Regions from separate parts of the Hordeum vulgare genome. Here region 2 is linked to region 1. The links are chromatin contacts, called in public Hi-C maps. All regions are on one chromosome and are shown on one strand. The core of a region is the stretch at or near the end of the contact, and the rest is flanking DNA. Distances in the headings are between cores, read along the strand shown. Region 1 holds the start of LOC123443693 (ethylene-responsive transcription factor 8-like). Region 2 has its middle 130 kb from the start of LOC123413411.

The links. A called contact is a pair of places that touch in the nucleus more often than the background predicts.
Region 2: a contact with region 1 is called in a Hi-C map of leaf, with 4 times the contacts expected there. The contact joins the enhancer-like site here to the promoter of LOC123443693 in region 1. A contact is called at or near these places in 2 of 6 Hi-C or Micro-C datasets (leaf and seedling) and 1 of 1 datasets of contacts at active chromatin or transcription factors (embryo).

The regions. Positions count from the first base shown.
Region 1 is chr1H:444,187,053-444,192,640 of MorexV3_pseudomolecules_assembly, forward strand. LOC123443693 (ethylene-responsive transcription factor 8-like) reads left to right here and starts at 3,442. Exons shown (of 1, transcript XM_045120195.1): 1 at 3,442-4,575. The coding sequence starts at 3,582. The coding sequence ends at 4,280.
Region 2 is chr1H:444,442,148-444,447,735 of MorexV3_pseudomolecules_assembly, forward strand. No RefSeq gene overlaps it. Among protein-coding and RNA genes, the nearest start is that of LOC123413411, 130 kb to the left of the region's middle. Within about 2 kb of position 2,199, at least 1 of the 3 cell types and tissues checked has open chromatin away from gene starts, as enhancers often do. A contact at or near this core is called in leaf, where this site is marked.

The DNA of each region.
Region 1 (5,588 bases), core at 2,192-4,691:
ATCAAATTAACGACCTAGGTACATGTGCCGGACTTGTAAACTGAGACGGAAGGAATATCTAAGACACTTTTTGTTGCAGTTACAAATGTTTCTTTAAATTAGCAAGCAAATTTAGACATGTGTCTATACTTGTTTAGTTATGTACTTACTGTTGCATACAATTAGCTGAAACCAAATGAGCATGTTATATGGAAGGAGTAATGACATCTGTTTTTGTTCGGGGATGCACTAAAATGTACAGTTGCCATCATCTCGCATACTCCCGGTGGCTAAAAAAGATAGTGACATTTAGAATGTTTTCATTCTTGTTGTAGTTAATACATTGCTACAAAGTATTGGGTGCTTTCAGATATGTTGAATGCATACACATGTTGTTACTATTAAAACAGTAGCTAAAACTTAGTGAGCATGCACATAAGGCATAAACAATGACATTCACATGTGCATGCTGTAATTAAATCCGCATACGACAAAAAAATGTAGAGTTATCGTCATCTCGCACACTCATGGTGGCTAGAATAGATTGGAGTGTTATCATTCTTGTTGTACTTAATTCATTGCTACAAAGTATTACATGCTTCTAGATATGTTGAATGCATACACATCTTGTTACTATGAAAACAATAGCTAAAGCTGAGTGAACACACTCATATGGCATAAACGATGTCATTCATATCTGCATGTTTAATAAAATCTACATATGAGAAAGATATAGAATTCTCATCATCTCGCACACTTACTATGGCTAGAATAGACAGTAACAATTGGAGTGTTGTCGTTTTTTTCGTAGTTAATACATTGCTACAAAGTATTAGGAGCTTTGAGATATGTTGAATGCATATACATGTTGTTACTATTAAAACAATATCTAAAACTAAGTGAGCAGGCACATCCGGTATAACCGATGACATTCATGTCTGCATGGTATAATAAAATTCGCAAACAAAAAAAATAGAATTCTCGTCATCACCCGCACTCACGGTGGCTAGGATAGATAGTGACAATTGGAGTGTTATCATTCTTGTTGTGGTTAATACATTGCTACAAACTATTAGGAGCCTTCAGATATGTTGAATGCATACACATATTGTTACTAAGAGTAGCTAAAACTGAGTGAGTAGGCACATATGGCATAACTGATGAGATTCATATATGCAAGCTATAATAAAATCCGCAAAGGGCAAAATGAAATGTAGAGTTATCATCATGCCGCACATGCAAGGTGGCTAGAATAGATAGTGACAATTGGGTTGTTATCATTACTGTTGTAGTTAATACATTTTCACAAAGTATTAGGTGCTTTCAGATACGTTGAATGCATACACATGTTATTACTATAAAAATAACAACTAAGAAAGAGTGAGCATGCACATATGGCATAATCGATGACATTCATATCTGCATGCTATAATACAATCCGCATATGACAGAAAAATGTAGAGTTATCGTCGTCTCGTACACTAATTGTCACGATGGCTAGAATGATAGTGACAATTGGTCTGTTACCATTCATGTTGTAGTTAGTACATTGCTACAAAGTATTGGTTGTTTTCAGATATGTTTAATGCATACACATGTTGTTACTATTAGAACAATAGCTAAAATTGAGTGAGCAAACACATATGGCATAACCAACATTCATATATGCCTAGTATAGTAAAATCCGCATATGTAAAAAGAGATAACAGGAAGCATCTTCATTGCACTTAATATGTCGCTACAAATTACTATCTTGATATAAATGTATCGTCCAACATTAATTAAAATTTGAGAGCATTTTATGTCGCAAAAAAATATTTCCATTTTAGAATGAAGTGTAGCTTAGTCATCATCCTACACAATCATGGCTAGCTATTACTTTCACAAACATTTACGACAAAACATTAGCTAGAACCGAGTGAGCATACCCTTATTGATATGGACATGACCCCTATAGAGATGACCATACTTATTATGGACAAAGAGAATTATCAGGTGAATTCTAATATAAATTATATATACTAGAATTCACGTGATAATTGTCTTTGCACGTAATAATTATGGTTATATCTATAGGGTCATGTCCAAATCACTTATGACACAACCGACGACATTTGCTTTGTTTATGGTTACAGAAAAATGTAGAGCTATCGTCCAGTCACACACTCAAATCTACGCGATATTATTAAATATGCATACGACATATAAAAAATAACGATAAGTATTTCATTGCACTTAAAAATGTTGCTTCAATTACCACATGATACCCAATTTTGTTTAGATTGTAGTGAATTGTAACGCTATCATTGTCGTACACAATCATATCTCATCACGCACACTCAGAGCGAGCTACTACCATCACAGTTACAAAACAAATGAATACATTTTGTTATAACTTATATGCTACCATAAGTTTGTAAACGTTTTTTAGATACTCCTATGTTGATACCATTGGCTTAGACATGTTACTATTCACACTTCATTTATCACAATTGAACGACCACAATGAGAAGTCATGGATAACAAAAAGATAAATAGAACAAATAAAGTAATACTATAGATTGGATAGCATCTTTCTCCAAGGAAGAGTTTGCTGGAGCTAACCTAAACCACTACCATCTTCCTCGACTCACTACAAGTGAGGCAGTTAGTTCCCCTTCCTTTTGCCGGATCGTAGGTTGTGTTAGGGTGAGCAAACCCCAAATAAGCGATTATGACTTGTAGTCCGTTGGTGTTAGTCTCTTTTGGCGGCACTTTGGTGCTGAAGATGAAGCCATGGAGGATAGTTCTATTGCAGCTTTGTCCCTACCATGGTAGTGTTGATTTGAACGACGTTGACGCGTTGGCAACCACGTGATCTTATCGACCGACGCGGTTCACAATTGATTATCAGCCGTGTTTATTTGGGAGGTGTCAGCGCCTTGATGCCTTTTTTGTGGTGACCTTTGTCATGTAATCCAGCATCATCCTCTTCTCTAGGCCCTTGCTCGTCCCGGATGGACGTCACTTCCGTTTCATGGCAGGGTTCGATGATTTCTCAGTTGCATGTGTGGATGAAACTTTATTGTTACAACAATGGCGCGAAACTATAGTTGTTGCTACAATGGACGTGTCATTGGTATAGGTTCGCGAAGAAGACACATCCCATAATTCAATTGCTGGTGTGCTTCTTTTGTGTGTTTTATTCATTTTATTTAGTTGCTTTTATGCATTTTCTAGTGCACACAAACTTCATGCCCAACGCGTGACCGAGAAGGGACGGAACCACAAAATTTGTAACGGATCCAGGGTTGGGGCAATTCCGCGGATCCAGAGGGTCCGGATGAAAAAGCGGGCGTTACAATTGTAATGCCGCCACGCTAAAAGACGAGGGGCGGCGGCGCGGACAGTCAAACCGCTCCCGACTGCGCCGAGTTTTATTCCCTCCTCTTGCCGCTCCACCACTCGCTCCCCATTTCCTCCCTTTTTAACCAGCTGCTCCCCCCCACCCCCTATAATAAGGAGCGTCCCTCCTCCCTCTCTCCCACCTCCCAGATCCTGCACGCCATCCATCAGCTTGATACGCACACACCCATCCGCAACAAGAAAAAGAAAGGGAAGCCATGGCGCCCAGGACGTCCGACAAGACGGCGACGCCGCCTGCTGCCGCGGTCGCCGCGACCGGCCTGGCGCTCGGCGTCGGCGGCGGCGCCAACGGTGGAGGCGTCGGCCCGCACTACAGGGGCGTGAGGAAGCGCCCGTGGGGCCGGTACGCGGCGGAGATCCGCGACCCGGCCAAGAAGAGCCGGGTGTGGCTCGGCACGTACGACACGGCCGAGGAGGCCGCGCGGGCCTACGACGCCGCCGCGCGCGAGTACCGCGGCAACAAGGCCAAGACCAACTTCCCCTTCGCCTCCGCGCCGCCCGCCGCAGCCCTCACCGGCGACGGCAGCCGGAGCAGCAACAGCAGCACCGTGGACTCCTTCGGCGGCGACGTGCAGGCACCCATGCAGGCCATGCCGCTCCCTCCCTCCGTCGAGCTCGACCTGTTCCACCGCGCGGCCAGCACCGCCGGGGCCGGCATGCGGTTCCCTTTCAGCGGCTACCCCGTTTCGCACCCGTACTACTTCTTCGGACAGGCCGCGGCGGCCGCCGCCGCCGGCTGCCACATGTACAACCTGGCCCCGAAGGTCACCGTGGCGTCCGTGTCCCCGAGCGACTCCGACTCCTCGTCGATCGTGGATCTGGCGCCGTCGCCGCCCGCAAGGAAGCCCGTCCCTTTTGATCTTGACCTGAACTGCCCGCCGCCGGCCGAGCACTGATCGGTGGCCCGAGTTTATTTAGATGATATGACTGCTAGTTTTCTTTCGTCTCCTTTTTCTTTTTCTCTCCCTAGAAGGAAGAAAAAACTCCATGTACCTCCATGATGCTTAGTTGAGGCCCCCTTGCATAACAACGGCAGGGGCAGATCTGTAAATACGGTTTCTTTTTTTCGCCGGAGAGTAGTTGGCTTGAGCAAGAGAGCCAGAGAGATGGATGTATTGTCGCCCAAGACAGATCCTGCCGGCGTTGTTATGGACCGAATTATAATGAGTTACTTCTACTTTGACAGCCCAAGCGACCACTCGTATTTACTCTCTACTAGTACTCAGTTATTGAAGCATTTTATAGCAGATCTTTTGCTGAAACGGAAGATACCCCGAGTAGTAGATGGAGCAGAGTAAGTGCGTTTGGGTGGGTTTGCGCCCGTCGTCTCGTCTCGTCTGGCCGCTTGCTTGCGACCCATGCCACATCGTCATTATTGGCCGGTGGAAGAAAGGTCGGGTCGGGTCGGGTCAGCTCGTGCGTGCGCTGCATGGATCCATGCTCGGCCCCCACTACGTGTCCAATTTACTGCTGCTCCTACCACTCCATATCGCGCTCACGATGAATCGCAATAATAATAAACAAGGATATGCGCGGACGGTCCCTTGGAAAAAATGTCGCCGTCTGCGTCCGGCCTTTGGAGCTTTAATTTAACCTGGCAGTACAACAAGCGTAAAAAAAAACAAGATAGAGTAAGGTAAATCCGCCGGTGCGCTCGGAGCCGCCCTGCCGACGGAGGATTTTGTATTTTATGTATTTCTAGTCGAGCTTTGCTTTGGCCAAGTCTTCTTCTCGCAGCAGCACGATCGAAGTGTCCGGTGTCAGATCGTAAACAGGAAAAAAATAATCAGCGCTCCTGTGCCGTCGTACGTGGCGTCCACTCCAGGCTGTTTCCTGCGGAGAGACGTAGGCGAGGCATGTGGATAACGAACGAGGTAGGGGAGGCGCGTAGTAGCAGACGTGAAATGAGTTGTTATTATTAAATTAACGGAAAGCGGTGGCGCGGCGGCCAGCAGTGCGGTGCCCACTCTCTGCGGGGCGGGCCCGCGGGGACGCTTCCGTTCCGTCGGTGTGGGCGGGGCAGGGCGTGGCCCCGTACGGCGGAGGATCGCGACCGTGTGCGCGCGGTGCGCGGGGTGGGGCGGGTGGTTGGTCGCCCTTTTCCGCTCGTGACCTTGGGAGTAGCGTGAGCGTGTGGGCGACGCGCCCACGGGCCACGTGTGCCGCCGCTGCCGGCCACTCCCTGCCTGGATCCGCGCTGCGGC
Region 2 (5,588 bases), core at 949-3,448, 250 kb after region 1:
TTATGATAGCGTGCTACATCACCATTCCTCTTCAAGGAAATCCAACAACTACTTTGGGAGTAGTAGAAGCACTTCCAGCGCCATTACCGAGGAGATATCATCTACCCAATCAGGCGCCTTCGCTCCAAAACTTTCTTATTTACTTGTTTTTGTTTTCTTGTCTAGTTGTCTTTCGCCTTTTTATTTTCCTCCTTCTTTTTCCAAAAAAAAAAATCAAAAATACCAAAATAATAATCTTGTGTTACTATTTTAGCTTGTGTTGCCATTATGTCTACTCACGCAAATACTAGGCTTTGTGATTTCTTGAGTTCTAATTATAATTATATTATTAGTATTTTTATTACTCCTTTCACCACTTGTGAGGAGTCCTATGATATCAAAGGTGCTTTGCTAAATCTTGTCATGAGAAATAATTTTCTCGAAACTATAGTGAAGATGTTGCTTCCCATATTAATACCTTTGTTGAGTTACTTGATATGAAAAAAAATTATGGATAATGATATTTCTAAACTGAAATTTTTTCCTTTTTCTCTAAGAGATATAGCTAAGGCATGGTTGTCTTCTGGGCATAAAAACAGTACTGATTCTAGGTCTAAATGAAAAGATGCTTTCATTGGCATATATTTTCCTCCCGCGAAAACTATTTTTCTAAAGAACCTAATTATTAAGCAACTTGGCAAAGAGCATGTTGCACAAGCATGAGAGAGAATGAAAAGTATGCTTAAAAATTGTCTTGCACATGGATTGAGCCTTTGGATGATAGTACATTTTTTATGCTCTACTAAACTTTGTCTTGGGAAACCTTGTAGATTCTGCCGTAGGTGGTACGTCTATGGGGATACCACTTGGAGATGTTACAAAACTTCTCAACAACATGAATTCCAACTATTCCCAATGGCACACTGAGCACGCTCGAACATGGCTCTCAACCATACCTCGTGATACCACTTGTTAGGAAATACGTGAATAGATCATTGCAACAAAGTAGACGGAGCACGCGATAATTTGTTAACGAGGTTCACCATCGTGGCTAACCTTGGGCATGATTATGGGCGCACCTACTCATGTACCAAATCACAAGATACATATTGACGATAAGGAGTGAGAGGCCACCAAACAATGCTCCAACCTCTGTGTTATGGTTGGTCCGGCCACCCCTAACATGGGCACCTCGATCGTCCCTCTTGTGATCTTCATTTAGTGTAATTTGGCTACCTGCGGTGGCCTTATACAGTACTCCCTGGTTACACGTGTCTGACTCAAACACCTAACCCTCCGCGTACTCCAAGTCTAATTGTAGCCCAATACACATATTCAAAACAATTTTAGAAGGAGCAAATAGGATACACGGAAGAACTCGGAGAATAGGATAAAGAATGCTGGCACCGCCGAGCGAAGATGTTATCGCTGCTTACGTACTCGTCGCTGAAGGAGCGACCCAAGAAGAAGATCATTAAGGAGAGTAATGGTGGCGGCCACACGACGAGTTAAAGATGGTTAAATAGGGCAAACGAATCGCTAGGAGGTGACCCAATTCTTCATGTTGTTTTTTTGTTGGGACGCTTGCAGGCTCGTACCATCTCGTCACTCACACAACCTCAACACCAATTTCTCCCTCCCTACACACTCATAGCCGAACTGGGTGGAAATGGGCGACCCATCTATTTCTCGTGGGGCAGGCTGAGAGGTTCTTTGAGTATTGTGCTATGAAGGAATAATAGTGCGCACCATGGTTTTAAATATCGGATATCAGTTTCACTTTTGGTTTTCCTTGGACATGTTATTGGATGCTGGACATCGGTTGATATATCGCGTGTTATGTACATATATGGAAGAAAATAATAAATGTTTTTCATTATTTTTGTTCAAAACATGTCATGCTGGTAAAAAAATGTTTGATGTCAATGCTTTAGCACAACAAATTTAGATTCCCAGTTCAATAATTAAGTTGTTATATAATACAGTATTTAAGAATGATTCAAAAAATCCTTACTTTGATACTAAAACAATATGTTATATATGCCTTTCTACAAAACATTATGAATGCCTTTGATAACATGAATTAGTTGTAAGCACATAATCTTATTTTAAGTGCTTTCTAGTAAATAATTGTCGTCATCTATCTATCGGTCAATATCGGGCGGACCTATCGTGTTAGCTATGGAGCATATTGTTGACAATTCAGTCCATATTGGATGATATGTGTAAAAATTAATATTTAGAAAATGATATGTTATGTTCATATCAGTACAGCCCACATGCTAATATATCAACCGATATAACTTTCACATCGTACTAAATTTGAAAGCTTGGTGCCCACAAGCAACCCAATAGGCCAAAATTATATTCCCATAGCCTACTAGAGGGTATGGAGTCTACCAAACACGACATTAGAGTATTTGTGTGGCTTGCTTGTGTTCAAGGTTTCATGTAGTCTTTTAATGTTCTTCGTAATCTTCTTGAGTCACTTCCAAAATAATTTCACTCGATTTATTTTATCTCTACTCCTATAAAAAGACCTATTTGATGATGATGTGTTGTTTGTCGTCTATGGTTTATGTCGAATCGATATACATCTAACGTGTGTGATATAGGTATGTCATTTTTATATAGTACCCCGTCATTCCACTCAACATTTACAAAAAAACACTTTAGTCTCTTCGGACCAGCCTCATCACTCCCTCCATATCATTCTAGCGAATGAAACTATATATATATATATATATATATATATATATATATATATATATATATATATATATATATATATATGAAAAATACAACCTACCACCTAGTGGTAGTTACCCCACATGTCTAGTAGACTATCATGTGGTAGTATATATACTACTTTTTCATTGTAAGTATGTAGATATAATATATATAAGATACTTTAAAATAAGTTACATGAAAAACATTCAAGTCGGTCCATGATTTTTATTATATTTGTGAAATATGTATATATTTATACGTAAAAAGGAGGTATACACAAAATTCGAGACATACTATCAAAAAAGTAGTATATACTTCCTAAATAATATTATATGCTACATACTACGCGTACATACTCTTCAATTTAATAGATATTACATACAACATATAAAACACGAGTGATGATACCTATCACCGGTGGTAAATAAAATTTGTGTGTGTGTGTGTGTGTGTGTGTATATAGAGAGAGAGACTCTATTCATTACCTAGGGTGCAGAATAGTTTATTTTTCACCAGAGATAATCTTACGATCAATTAACAAATAAATTACATTTGAAATACAAATAGTTACATTTATATTAAATCAGTACATAAAATTTGACAAAAAAAACAAAAAAAAAGGTCACAAGACTAGAAAAAATTAAATTTATAGTATTTTTTACACTATTTTCGTATGTTCGTAATTTTATGTGACATAAAATATTTTTATGTTCATTATATTTTTTACGGTCTCTTTTTACGTATAAAATAAGACAAAATTTACAAAATGTAAATTACGGTGCAATTATATATATATATATATATATATATATATATATATATATATATATATATATATATATATATATATATATATAAACACTATTCATCATCCAGGGTGTAGAATAGTTTATTCTTCACCCGAGATAATCTTATGATCAATTGACAAATAATTTACATTCAAAATACAAATAGTTACATTTATATTGAATTGCTATGTAAAATTTGACAAAAGAAAAACAAAAATATAAATCACAAGAATAGAAAAAATTAAATTTATTCTATTTTTTGCACTATTTTCGTATATTCGCAATTTTACGTCACATGAAATATTTTTTGGTTGATTATATCTTTTACGGTCTCTTTTTATGTGTAAAGTAAGACCAAATTTACAAAACATAAAATTACAGTGCATTGATGTTAAAATAGAGGAGGTGAAGAATAATTATTTCTCATCCAGGATGACGAATAGCGCGACCCTATATATATATATATAGATGTCTCGACACCTTGATTGGGTCCAACCCGTTAATACATTTTAGGCAAATGGACTACAACAATTCTGATTTGTTTCCTAATTTATTTGCATGCCATGTTTTCCATATTTGAGATGGCATCAAATGTTTCCAATCGGATAATTTAGTATATTTCTTTATTTGTTTTCTTGTCTCATACATTTTTACACACAGATAATTCTGTATATTGTCCCTACATATCTGCTTGCACACATACCCGTACAACAATTGGGTATTATACCCACCTTTTTACGTCAACATGCCTACCTATTTGTGAATACAAATTTAAAAAAATAGGTATAATACCTATGTATTATTGGCATATATAATCATAAATTTTATCCAACGTATATAGTTCCAAAGAAATAGCATGAGTATGCGTAAAACTGAATATATATTGACTACTCGCAATTACGCATATTCGTATATATTCTGGGTATATACCTACACAAAAATCTCATGGGTATGTACTAAATAAATAAAGTCGAACATACCTAATGTAATGGTGCAGATTAAATACTTTGGATATGTACTAGCAAAAGGACCCGTGCGTTGCAACGGGAAAAAAACAATTACAATCTTCAATGGTGCTGATCATATTATGTCTTTAAATTTTTAGGACATTTCTTGAAATGCATGAACATTTTTTGAATTCGCAACATTTTTTTTATTGCACTCAAAAAATAACACACAAACTTTTAAAAAAAGTCATGGACTTTTATTGTTTTCAGCAACATTGTTTCAAATTTATGAACATTTTTCTGAATATGCGAATATTTTCATAAAAATCCTGAGCATTTTTTGAGTTCACAAACATTTTATTTTTTCTTCAAACTTTTATTTCAAAATTCCCAGTTTTATAAATTGCAAAAGTTTTTCAAAGTTCTAAATTATTTAAACTAAAAAATAGAACAGAAAAATGGAAATAGAAAATGAGACTAAAAACAGAGGCACGAACTGTTTTTAAGATTTTTACACGGATTTTTGTTTAAAATCGTTCACTTTTTTATTTTATAGACATTTTCTCAAAGTTTAAACATTTTTTATATGCAAACATTTTTCAAAACTCTTAGTAGTTTTTGAATTCTCAAAAAATATATCTTTTTTTGAATATTTTATTTTGAAATTCTCAGTTTCTTAAAATTGAGAAAAGTTGTTTGAAGTTCTAAATTATTTAAAGTAGAAAAACTAAATGAAACTGGAAAGAAAAATAAAAAAACTAAACTAAAAAACAGGCGCCCACGCATGGGCCGGCCCAAACAGGTGTGCTTCATCTTTTTCCAACGCCTAGAGCGTAATATAGGAGGTGCCTACATGGACCGGCCCAGTCCGGAGATTTTTCCTGTTTGAAACGTTTTTTATGACTTATAGGTGGCATTGGTCGGTAATTTTAGTCAACTTTAAGGGCAATTTAGACGACGTATGGAAGAAGCATTATTTGTTTTATTAGTAGATAAGAGGTAAGATAAATGCACAAAAATAAAATGCATGCGTGCTATTATTCAAGGTATATATATAGATTAAATCTAGTCGTACGTATTAAATAAATGAATCCATACACATACCTAATCTAATAAATGCATACCAAATATTCAGGGTACGCAC